2 separate regions of the Pan troglodytes genome follow, and region 1 is linked to region 2. The links are chromatin contacts, called in public Hi-C maps. All regions are on one chromosome and are shown on one strand. The core of a region is the stretch at or near the end of the contact, and the rest is flanking DNA. Distances in the headings are between cores, read along the strand shown. Region 1 holds the start of CAMK2N2 (calcium/calmodulin dependent protein kinase II inhibitor 2). Region 2 holds the start of ABCC5 (ATP binding cassette subfamily C member 5).

The links. A called contact is a pair of places that touch in the nucleus more often than the background predicts.
Region 1: a Hi-C map of stem cell-derived neural progenitor cells shows a contact between it and region 2, with 2.4 times the contacts expected there. The contact joins the promoter of CAMK2N2 here to the promoter of ABCC5 in region 2. A contact is called at or near these places in 1 of 7 Hi-C or Micro-C datasets (stem cell-derived neural progenitor cells) and 1 of 1 datasets of contacts at active chromatin or transcription factors (stem cell-derived excitatory neurons).

What each region holds. Positions count from the first base shown.
Region 1 is chr2:187,443,085-187,449,209 of NHGRI_mPanTro3-v2.0_pri, reverse strand. It overlaps CAMK2N2 (calcium/calmodulin dependent protein kinase II inhibitor 2), which reads left to right and starts at 4,873. Exons shown (of 2, transcript XM_001149517.6): 1 at 4,873-5,309. The coding sequence starts at 5,141.
Region 2 is chr2:187,196,839-187,202,967 of NHGRI_mPanTro3-v2.0_pri, reverse strand. It overlaps ABCC5 (ATP binding cassette subfamily C member 5), which reads left to right and starts at 3,535. Exons shown (of 30, transcript XM_016942384.3): 1 at 3,535-3,645.

The sequences.
Region 1 (6,125 bases), core at 3,624-6,123, 240 kb before region 2:
AGGGCTTAAAACAACAGAAACTTATTCTCTCACAGTTCTAGAGGCCAGAAGTCCAAAATCAAGGTGTTGGTAGGGTTAAGCTCCTTTGGAAGACTCTAGTAAAGAATTCTTCCTTGCCTCTTTCAGCTGCTGGTGGCTCCCAACAATTCTTGGTTTTCCTTACCTTGTAGTTCCCTCACTCCTATCTCTGTGTCTTTCATGTGGCCTTTTTCCGTGTGTGTCTGTTCTCTTCTTATAAACACATCGGTGATGGGATTTAGGGCCCACCATAATCCAGTATAACCCCACCTTAATTTATTTTTTATTTTTTTCTTTCTATATAAGACAGGGTCTCCCTGTGTTGCCCAGGCTGGTCTTCAACTCCTGGGCTCGTGGGATCTTCCTGCCTTGGCCTCCCAGTGCTAGGATTACAGGCATGAGCCACCACACCCGGCCTATATTTTATTTATTTTATTTTATTTTATTTTATTTTATTTTATTTTTTGAGACAGGATCTCACTCTGTCACAGAGGCTGGAGTGCAGTGGCATAATCTGGGCTATTTTTAATAGAGATGGGGTTTCTCCATCTTGGCCTGGCTGGTCTCGAACTCCTGACCTCAGGTGATCCACCCGCCTGGGCCTCCCAAAGTGCTGGGATTACAGGCATGAGCCACCTAGCCTGACTGTACCTTATCTTAACTAATTGTATCTGCAAAAGCCCTACTTCCAAATAAGGTCACACTTTTTTTTTTTTTTAGACAGGGTCTTGCTCTGTCACCCAGGCTAGAGTGCAGTGCGGTACAATCATAGCTCACTGTCAACTAGCTCCTGTGCCCAAGTTATCCTCCTATCTCAGCCTCCCAAGTAGCTGGGACTACAGGCATGCACCACCATGCCTAACTAATTTTTTTTTTTTTTTTAGTAGAGATGGCGTCTCACTATATTGCCCAGGCTGGTTTTGAACTCCTAGGCTCAAGTCATCCTCCCGCCTTGGCCTCCCAAAGTGCTGGGATTACAGGCATGAGCCACTGCACCTGGCCCTGGGTCACACTTTGAGGTTACAGGTGAACATTGAATTGTTGTGGGAGTCCCTATTCAATCCACTACAGGGGTCTACAGTTTCCACTTGACTAAAAGTGTCACTAATACTCAATTGTCAAAAGGCATGTTATCTGTGTAGAGCACGTGGAGCAAGTATACTGGGTTTGAGGGACTTCCAATTGAGATACTCAATGCACTGTCACGCAACTCTATACAAGCTTTATTTCATTTTAGAGAAAATGTATTTTCCTCTCATGGGAAGGAAGCAGAATATAAGAATTTTAAAGAGAGGAGCAGAATTTAAAGAAATCCCCACATTTTTACAACATAGCTGAAGCTTATATATCGTAATAGTCCACAGGTTTGTACTTAGGACTTTTGCTTTAACCATGATCCAGCAGGCACGGCAGGGACGGGAATATAATTATTTAAGAAGGAGGTAACCAAGTGAATTCTGGATTAAACTGTCATTTTTCCAATCTCCCTCATTGTGCAGAGAGAAAGAAGAATTGTTTCAATTCCTCACACAATGCTCTTATCTCATCCTTGGCAAGAACCCTCATGCCTCTTCTTTGGCATTTTAGGTGAGGGGCAGCTCACTACCTCCTGAGACAACCCACTTTACCCCAGGAGAGTTTCATCTACAAAACTGTCCTTTTCTTTTTTTTTTTTTTTGAGTCAGGGTCTTGCTCTGTCACCCAGGCCAGAGTGCAGTGGCACCATTATGGCTCACTGCAGCCTCAAACTCCTGTGCCCAGGTGATCCTTCTACCACAGCCTTGCAAGTAGCTGGGACCACAGGTGTGTACCACCATACCCGGCTTGCTTATTTATTTACTTATTTATTTAGAGATGGGGCCTAGTTATGTTGTCCAGCCTGGTCTCCAACTCCTGGCTTCAAGCGATCCTTCTGCTTCAGCCTTCTGAGTGGCGGAATTCACAGGTGTGAGCCATGAATGTTGCCCAGCAAAACGTTCCTTAATAAGTAGGTTTTATCATCCCCATGCTTCAGACTAGAACATGGGGCTTACAGAGGTATCATATCATGCAGACACATGGTGAAAAGACTAGAAGGATATGTATATATATAGTTATAAGGCCGGGTGTGGTGGCTCATGCCTATAATCCCAGCACTTTGGGAGGCCAAGGCGGGCAGATCGCGAGGTCAGGAGTTCAAGACCAGCCTGGCCAACATAGTGAAACCCCATCTCTACTAAAAATACAAAGACTGGCAGGGCGCAGTGGCTCACACCTGTAATCTCAATACTTTGGGAGGCCGAGTGGGCGGATCACGAGGTCAAGAGATTGAGACCATCCTGGCCAACATGGTGAAACACTGTCTCTACTAAAAATACAAAAATTAGCTGGGAGTGGTGGCACGCACTTGTAGTCCCAGCTACCCAGGAGGCTGAGGCATGAGAATCACTTGAACACAGGAGGGGGAGGTTGCAGTGAGCTGAGATGGCGCCACTGCACTCCAGCCTGGCGACAGAGTGAGACTCCGTCTCAAAAAAAAAAAAAAAAAAAAAAAAAAAAAACTGGGCATGGTGGCGTGTGCCTGTAGTCCTAGCTACTCGGGAGGCTGAGGCAGGAGAATCGCTTGAACCTTGGAGGTAGAGGTTATGGTGAGCCAAGATCGCGCCATTGCACTCCAGCCTGGGCAACGGAGCAAGACTCCGTGTCAAAAAAAAAAAAAAAAAAAAAGATGTTATGTGATTTTCTTAATTTTCCTAAAATTTTTTTCCTTCCTTCCTTTCTCTCTCTCTCTCTCTCTCTCTCTTTCTTTCTTTTATTGAGACAGAGTCTCGCCTCGCTTTGTCGCCCAGGCTGGAGTGCAATGGCCCAATGTCCGCCAACTGCCACCTTTGCCACCCTAGGTCAAGCGGTTCTTGTGCCTCAGCCTCCCAAGTAGCTGGGACTGCAGGTGTGTGCCACACCTGGCTAATTTTTTTTGTATTTTTAGTAGAGACGGGGTTTTGCCATGTTGATCAGGCTGGTCTTGAACTCCTGACCTCAGGTGATCCACCCACCTCGCCTCCCAAAGTGCTGGTATTGCAGGCGTGAGCCACTGAGCCCGGCCTCCTAAAATGTTTTAAGTACAAACGAATTAATTTTTTAAAACCATGATTATGGGTCCTTCAGTTCAAGGTCACTGAGAAAGTGGGAGTCAGGATTGGAACCCATTACTGGACAACTTCCAGTGGATGTGGAATTTTCTGGACTCTCTTCCAGTGACCCCAGTCTTCCGCCTTTATTGTCCTTCCAGTTTCAGGGCTCCTCTCACTCCAGGCTGGGCCTCCACCTCCAGCTGTGGCCCTCATCCCGGAGACTAGGACAGAGCAGAGGAGGGCTTCATAGTGATGGGCCCCCAGGCCTGGGCCCTTGAGTGAGGCTGGCATCAAGGTATCCTGTGGCATACCGCCCCCCACCCCATCCAGTTCCCTGGGCAGCCACCATTGCGTTTGTCCCTGTGTCTCCGGTATTAACACCTGGCGAGGAAGTGTTGGAAGGAGACCCACTACAAGGCAGCCTCACCAGCTGTGTGATTTGGTAATTTGGCCAGATTAAGGAAGGAAAGCGCGTTCGCCTGGAGTGTGGAATGAACTTACAGTTATCAGCGCTGCCGTCACTGTCGCCGCATGTGAGACACCCCCTCCTCCCCAAGGCCAGTGATTGCGCCAGAGCTCCTGCGCGCTGGCAAGCAGGTGACGCCGCGGGTGACGGCCAGCCAGGGCGGGGGTTGTGGGGGCGGGAGGCAAGGGGAGAAGAGGGCATGTTCCCGTCGGTGAAGCGAGAACTCACCCGTGGTCCAAAGCAACGAGGGCGGGGGGCACCCTCCATCTCTACCGCACTCCCTCGGGGCATACACTGGCGCGCTCCGCGTCCTCAGGTGCTCCGAGCTTCCCCGCGTCACCCGCAGCCAGGGCGCCCCCCGCGACGCCGCCATTCATTCCTCCTACACTGCGAGCGCACCACTCCAGAGCCGCGGGGGGCTCCAGCCACCGGACTAGGGCTGGGGGTGTCTGCCCTGGTGTGCGCGCGTCGGCCCAGTTACTATAGACCCCTCCTAGGAGAGACTGAAATACCCAGATTCAGGAGACGGAGACACTGTGGCACAGAGATACAGGAGTCAAGAATGGAGATAGATGGAGAAAGGCAGACACTTAAGGGACAGGCATAGACAAAGGCCATAACACAGCGAAAGAGATACGGGGCACAGAGACAGAGATACAGACACTTAGAGATGGACTGACACATACAAAGGCGGAGACAGAGACACAGACCGGCACTCAGAGACGCACGGACCCTGACGATCTACTTAAGACCAGAGCAACTAGTACAAGAGCGCGTCAGCGGCAAGGGCACCATCCCACTGGCCCGAGCTCTTCCCGCGCTGTGGGTTCGTGCCTTCCCCAGTCACCCTGTACCCGAGTCTCCTCCCCGCGCATTTCCCGCTCCCCGCTTTCCATTGCCAGCCCTGCGGCCGCCTTCCCGCCCCAACGCGCCCGGCCAGCTTTTGCCCCCCTGCTCCCAGTCCCCCTTGCACGCCTCTCCCAGCCTAGGGGTCAGACCCTCCCCCAAGCTCCTCCAGTACCAGGCTCGATCCCACCCCCCTTCGGTCCCGCCCCTCCCCGCCAGGTCCCAGCCGGGTTGGCTGGTACTATTCCCCAAGACCCACGTGCTGGCCATTCCCCGCCACAGTGCGGGAACCTCCCACTCCAGCTGCCTCTGTTCCGGGGGTAGCTGGGCGCGCTCCTGCCCCCGGCCCCGCCTCTTTCCCCTGGCCAGTGCCCGCCCCGCCTCCACCGCGCCCCGCCCGCCGTGCTCTGCCGCAGTCGGGCGCTCATCGTCATTCCGCTCTTGCCGCCGCCGCCGCCACCCCCGCCCCCCGCCCCCGCCCCCGCCCGGTCCCCGCCACCGCCGCCGCCGCCGCCTGCCCAGCGGCCCGGGAGGCGGAGGCGCGGGGGAGGAGGCCCCGCTTGGCTCCTCAGCCCCGGATGCTGCATGACTTCATCCTTCCGCCGGCTCCCCTGCTGAGGTAGGGCCGGTCCGGCAGCAAGCCCGCCGCCCGCGCCCCGCCGCAGTCCCGCTCCCGCCCCGCGCCCACCCCGCGCCCGCCATGTCCGAGATCCTGCCCTACAGCGAAGACAAGATGGGCCGCTTCGGCGCAGACCCCGAGGGCTCCGACCTCTCCTTCAGCTGCCGCCTGCAGGACACCAACTCCTTCTTCGCGGGCAACCAGGCCAAGCGACCCCCCAAGCTGGGCCAGATCGGCCGAGCCAAGCGAGGTACGCGGCCCGGGCCCGGAGTCGCCGCCTGACCCAGAAACCCTCCGCCGGGCGCCCCCGGCTGCCGTTCCCCGCCGAGTGCCCGCAGCTCTTGCCGCAGACCAGCGCACCAGCCGCTCTTCGGCCCGGGCTGGAGGGGGGGGTCCCCGCTGCAGTGTGTGTCCCCCTCTTCCCTTCTCCCGGGAACACGGTGCCCCGGATTCGATGCTCGCCACCTCTGGAAGCAGAGCCCTGGCACCCGGGCGAGGGGGAGGGGCCGGTCGGGGCATTTGGGGCTGCACGGAAGTGGGAACACGGGGTAACGGGCTGATTCTTTGGGATCAAATACTGAGTCGGTGGACAGTACGAAGAACCTTCGGGTCGAGAGGGGCGTCTAACAAGAGAGGGCAGGAGGCCGGGGGTCCGCTTGTCTTGGTTGTTTGCATGGGGAGGGGAGCTCTGTTGGTGCCAGGATCGGAAGAGGGGTTCCAGCGGCGAGAGGGCTCAGGTTGAGGAGAGGGCTGGACCAGCTGGATACTCGGTTTGAGCCCCATTTGAGCAGGGGGATCTGTTGAAGTGCGGGTTGAAGAGGGGGATTCCGTGAGCAAGAGGTTTCTGATCAACTCAGAGGGAGGAAGGCTCAGGTGGCAGGAGGGCTCGCACTGGGAGGGAGAATAGCTGGAGCCTTTGGAAGAGGGGCGTTCCGCCATCGGGAGGGGAGGGGGTCTAGGCTTGGCGGCAGGTTGGGTCTCCAGAAGAGTTCGGACGGGGAGGACACCGCGGCACAGGGTTCCGAGGGGCGTCGCTGGGCCACGGGCAGTAGCTGCGCGGGAAGCT
Region 2 (6,129 bases), core at 2,286-4,785:
CTCAAATTCTTTCCCAGTCTGCCAGCCACAGTGCAGTTTCCAAAAGATACATTTTTTTTTTCTGTTTTTTTGCTTGTTTTTTGAGACTGAGTCTTGCTTTATCACCCAGGCTGGAGTGCAGTGGCCAGATCTCGGTTCACTGCAACCTCTGCCTCCCGGGTTCAAGGGATTCTCGTGCCTCAGCCTCCCGAGCAGCTGGGATGACAGGTGTGTGCCACCACGCCCAGCTAATGTTTGTATTTTTAGTAGAGATGTGGTTTCACCATGTTGGCCAGGTTGTTCTCGAACTCCTGACCTCAGGTGATCCACCCACCTCAGCCTCCCAAAGTGCTGGGATTACAAGCTGTGAGTTACCACGCCCGGCCCCAAAATGTAAATTTAATTTCTCAACTCCTAACATATTCACCCTTTTAAAACTTTTTAGTGGTTGCCTTTTGCTCCTAAAGACCTGTAACAAGATCTACATGTTTGGAGATGCTCCCTTCATTCTACCACAACCTGGTCTTCGTTGTTTCCTCTGCTTCAACTGCTGTCTCTGCTGCCCACTTCCACTGTCTTCACTTCACACACTCCTACTTCCTTCAGATGAAACACACACCTCCTTTCCTTGCACTTACTACAATTATCATTTAAATTTTGATTAGTGTTTATTTGGGAGTCTAAGCCCCATGAGGGCTGGAACCGTGTTTGTTTTAGCTCCACTGCATCTCCACCAAATATTTAATGAATATGTTTAGTACATTACACAACATAAATATTATTTAGAAATACCCACAATTCTGGCCGGGCGCGGTGGCTCACGCCTGTAATCCCAGCACTTTGGGAGGCTGAGGTGGGCCGATCACTTGAGCTCAGGAGTTCGAGACCAGCCTGGACAATATGGTGAAACCCCGTCTTTACTAAAAATACAAAAATTAGCCAGGTGTGGTGGGACATGCCTGTGATCCCAGCTGCTCTGGAGGCTAAGGCAGGAGAATCAGAATCACTTGAACCCTGGAGGTGGAGGTTACAGTGAGCCGAGATCTAAAAAAAAGAAAAGAAAGAAAAGAAAAGACACACAATTCTCCACTGCAACATAGATTCTCTAGCCCCCTTGCCTGAGGGTTGGGAAGTATCGCCCCTCTAAACAGTTCACAACACAAACACATTTTGAGGGGGTAATTTTGTAAGTATAATTCTTTCACTCAGACTATACTTGGACAGACCAAGACAGTAGTACTACAGTGTATTGAAGCCTGCCACCAGGGCTGTCTGGTGTTCATCTATTCTTTTTTAATAAAAAACAAACTATAATCAACATATATGAAGTATTTCAGCGGGATTTAGAAGCTTTTTAAAAAATATGATGATATCAGATCTGCAGTTGTGGGTGTTACAGTGTTTGAGGCATTGTTGGAAGGTATTAGAATCTTTGGTGAGGTGGTATCTCATTACTATTTTAATTTACATTTCCAGGCCAGGCGTGTTGGCTCACGCCTGTAATCCCAGCACTTTGGGGGGCCGAGGTGGATGGATCACAAGGTCAGGAGTTCAAGACCAGCCTGGCCAATATGGTGAAACCCCATCTCTACGAAAAATACAAAAATCAGCTGGGTGTGGTGGCTGGTGTCTGTAGTCCCAGCTACTCCAGAGGCTGAGGCAGGAGAATTACTTGAACTCTGGAGGTGGAGGTTGCAGTGAGCTGAGGTGGCACCACTGCACTCCAACCTGAGGGACAGAGAAAGACTCTGTCTCAAAAAAAAAAAAAAAAAAAAAAAAATCAATTTCCCTGATTATGAATGAGATTGGGTGTCTTTTCATATTTGAGTGGCTGCTCAGGTTTCTTATTCTGTGAGCTGTCTGTTCATGTCATTTACCTATTTTCCTATTGGGTTATCTGCCATTTCTTACTGAACTTAGAAATTATTTTGAATATTTTTTATTCAAAAACTTTGTCAGTTATAACTTGTGGTTTATCTTTTCAATTTATGCCATCTTTTAATATGGCAAAAATTATCAATCTTTCTTCCTTTATTTTTTGTTTCTTGTTTAAAAAGTTCTTTCCTACTCCCAAGTTCATAAAGATATTTCCTATCATCTTCTAAAAGTTTTTAAGTTTTCCCTTTCACATTTAAGCGTTTGATCTACCTGAAATGGGTTTTTTCTGTGTGGTATGAAGCGGTAATCCCCGATTGTTTTTTCATATGTATAACCAATTGTTCCAGTACTATTTACTGACTCTTCTTGCTTTCCCCACGGATTCGTAAGGTTTTCTGTCACAGATCAAGTTACATGGATGCACCAGTCTGTTTGGGGGCTCTTTATTCTATTGCATTAGTCTATCAATCCGTGTGCAAGAATATGCTGCTTTACGATACAGTAGTGTCTTCACACTAGCTAACTAGCTAGTTGTTATAAAGATGGACAAGTCACTTTACCTTCTCCTTCTTCCTCTTCTTCTTCTTCTTTTTTAATCTTTGAATTAAAAAAAATACGGCTGGGTGAGGTGGCTCGCGCCTGTAATCCCAGCACTTTGGGAAGCCGAGGCAGGCGGATTACCTGAGGTCGGGAGTTCGAGACCAGCCTGGCCAATATGGCGAAACCCTGTCTCTACTTAAAAAATACGAAAATTAGCCGGGCGTGGTGGCGGACGCCTGTAATCCCAGCTACTCGGGAGGCTGAGGCAAGGAGAACTGCTTGAACCCGGAAGGCGGACGCTGCAGTGAGCCGAGATCGCGCCATTGCACTCCAGCCTGGGCAACAGAGCCAGACTCCTTAAAAAAAAACAAACTCATAATACCTACTCATAGGGCTGTAATGGAGATTAAAGGAAACAAGAATGGTATGTAAAGCATCGGATACAGGGTAGGGAAGAACTCAACAGTGGCTTTTATTTAATGATGCTGAAGGTACCGATGAAACAGAGAAATAAAGGGATCAATCTTTCTGGGAGCCTCAGTTTCATTTATAAAAAGAAGAAGATGAGTTAGCATACCATTTCTAAGGCTCTTGCCACTTCTAAGACTGTGATCCTTGCATTTTATTATCTAGAGACCAGGCAGCGCGACATTGATGGGCAGTTGGTGTTAAAGTGAGAAAGGCGGTATCTGCGCAGACTGCAGGGTCGAACCATGAGCAAGCAATCGTATCTGCCACAACAGATAAGAACTGGGGCTGGCCGGCCTGACGACTCTCAACGGGTTAGACGCGGGCTACGATGACCTTCACGATCTTTTCTGGCAGCTACACGGCCACGCAGGGTCGGGACTGCTCTGCCTACGAACAGCACTGTGTGCGAACACAGGGCCACGGTTAAGCCTCCCAGCTGCCTCCCCCAGGGAACACGACCCCGGAGAAGATTCCAGACAGTCTCGCAGAGGCACGGGCAAGGATGGAACAGAGCCGGGAGCTCGGTGGGAAGAGGGGCAGCCCGCACCGCCCCCGGGATGTCACCGGCGCTTCTGGGAAATGTAGTCCTTCGCCGCGTCCGCAGCCCTGGGCACTCGGAAGGAGGACTACAGTTCCCTTCAGCCTTGGGAATGCTTTGTGCAGCGCGCTTGCGCGGTGTGGCGGCCGATGCCGCTATAAAGGCTTGTTTTGCTGCGGGGCTCATGCTCGGGAGCGTGGTTGAGCGGCTGGCGCGGTTGTCCTGGAGCAGGGGCGCAGGTAGGTGATGGCTGCTGCCGCACCCCTGCCCTCCAGCTCGGTTGTCACGGGGATCACCCCTTTGCATTTCCTCGGGGCGTGGCGGGATGTGGCCAGGGCTACGAGCAGTTCGGGGGACACTGGAGACTTGGGGAACGGGGTATGGCCTCCCCCTGGTCTTCTGCCGCCGCCTCCTAGGCCTGTGAGCCCGGGGTCTGGTGACGGGGTCGTGTGCTGGAAGACAGGCAGGTAGGATCGGGATGAGCGGGCAGGGACGCGGACTACGTCCCTGGCCGCGGCCGCCAGGGGGCGCTGCGCCCGCGGGCCGTGGGTGTGGGTCGCGCTCGCCTGGCCAGGCCGGAGCGGGCTGGGGGAACGCCCTAGGGCCCGGGCATCCCAGGCGAAGCGGGTCTGAGAGAAACGCCCACCTGGAAGCCTGTGCAGCGGGTGGCTCGGGGCACCTTGCTCAACCCGCAGCGGAGCCGCCAGCGACCTTCGAAGTAAGTCATCCCCTTCGTTTTTGCAAGCGGGTAAATGGAGGTACGTGACATAAGCACGCGCAGCAAACCCGTGGCTGTGCCGGGAACGCAGCCCAGATCTCTCCACGGTCATCCAGTGCTCTTTTCGCTTCTGCCACACAGAGCCGCGGGTGGCTTTGTGTTTATCACGCAGGGGCCATTTGGTTTCTGCACAGACGGAGAGGCTGGAGGCAGGTGGGCACAGGAACGACGGGGAAAGTTTCAGGAGGTCTTGGAGGAGGAGATGGCTAGGTTTTACTGTGGTGTGCAGCGTGTGTGAAAGGTGAGGCTGCTTGGAGACGCAACAAGTGGATTACAGTGGGTGTGGTAAATACGTATCCCTTTAGCGTGGTGTCTTCCTCGTGCAGCTTGAGGGCCTGGAGGTGATGGAAACCTACTCATGAGTGTTGGGATGACTGCAGCTTGCACACACCAGTCTGGTAATCCCGTGCAACTCTCCTCCTGCCATGCAGTTGAATCAGTATCATTGTGCAGGGGGAGTGTCTACACTTTTATCAGTGGAAAGAGAATCTTGGTAAAAAAGGGCAGCTGACTAAGTGGCCTCAACCCTATTGGGCACTTCTTTGGGGTTCTCCCACGTTGATTATTCTGCTTCTACCCTTGTACATGTCTGGACAACAGGTTTGTTTTTTATAAACAAAAATCCCTTCTCTTTCTTCCTCTCTTGATAGCTGAGGCAAGTGAGCATTTAAAAAAGATATTCCAACAACTTTAAAGGAGGACACGAGAAGATAGGGAAATATAAATAGTATCAGTAAAATGGCTGGCCTGGGGATCCATCCTTGCTTGCTTGCTTGCTTCAGACTGGGGCTTTGTTTCTTTCCAAACCTGTCAGGATTCCCAGCTCTTCGCCGGCCTCCACGTGGGGTGCCCTCTTTTATGTTCCAGATACACAGAGGATGGTGTCCTTATGTTCAAGGCCACAGACAGTAACTTTGTGCCTACTTTGGGCCTGCCTGCTCTCCTGATTGTGCCTCTTTTTCCAGGAAAGTAGAGATGAGTGTGTTAGAGATAATGGAACACTGTTCCCCACACCCTTCATACATAGAATAACTTAGTCCCTTAGGATAGTTTAGCAGTGTCTACCACAGCAGTCACTGTAGGCACAAAACAGTCATTATTTGTGTCATAACAGGGAAGTCGTTTTGTCCCTGCCTCTCTCTGCTCCTGTGCTCCACTGATTCTACTTTACCCTTTGAAATAAAAGTGGTTGAAAGAATCTTTGGTTATCATGGGTGCTTAGATAATTAAGATTACGTTCGTGTTCTTCTTGATGTGGCATTTCATATTGTGGATGAGTTCCAGTGACCACCTCCGTTTCAAACTGCTCACCGCCCCAACCCCCACCTTTTAAAAAGGTAGTACTAATCTTTTCCTCTTCCAGATAATCAGCTAAGCTAGGGAACCCTTGAAGGGGAAGGTTAGAATTTCGTGATTCCCCTAAGAAGGTTACTCTGATCTACAGCTACAGCTCAACACTGGGGACACTGGCAGATGCCAGGTCTGTTTATAGTTTAGCCTTAATGAGGTCTCAATGACGTGATTGCTGCACTCTGGCTTGGTGAGCCGCTGTTCTTTATGGTGTAGTTTGTCATTGGACAAGGTGACTTTTTTTTTTTTTTTTTAAAGATAAGTAACAGCTATATCAACTTAGGGTACTTGAACCAGAATTCTGAAAGGAAAGAAATCAAGCTTTCTTTGGACTGGAAACCTGTCTTTGCGTAGGAGATTTAGTCCTTTTTATTCAGAGGATTAGTAAGTGTTCTCTTTTTATCTGACACTTTAAAAATTGCATTATAATGGTTAGAATTTTGTGCTGCAGAAGTAGTAGTTTTAAGTCACAGCGATAGCCAGGGATTTATGGAATCCAGAAGGCGACACGGCTACACGTCTTTAATTTCCGTTGGAGGCTAGTATGAAAGGTGTTTTCTCAGCTTGTCTCTGGGAGGCTGTGACCCTTCTTAGA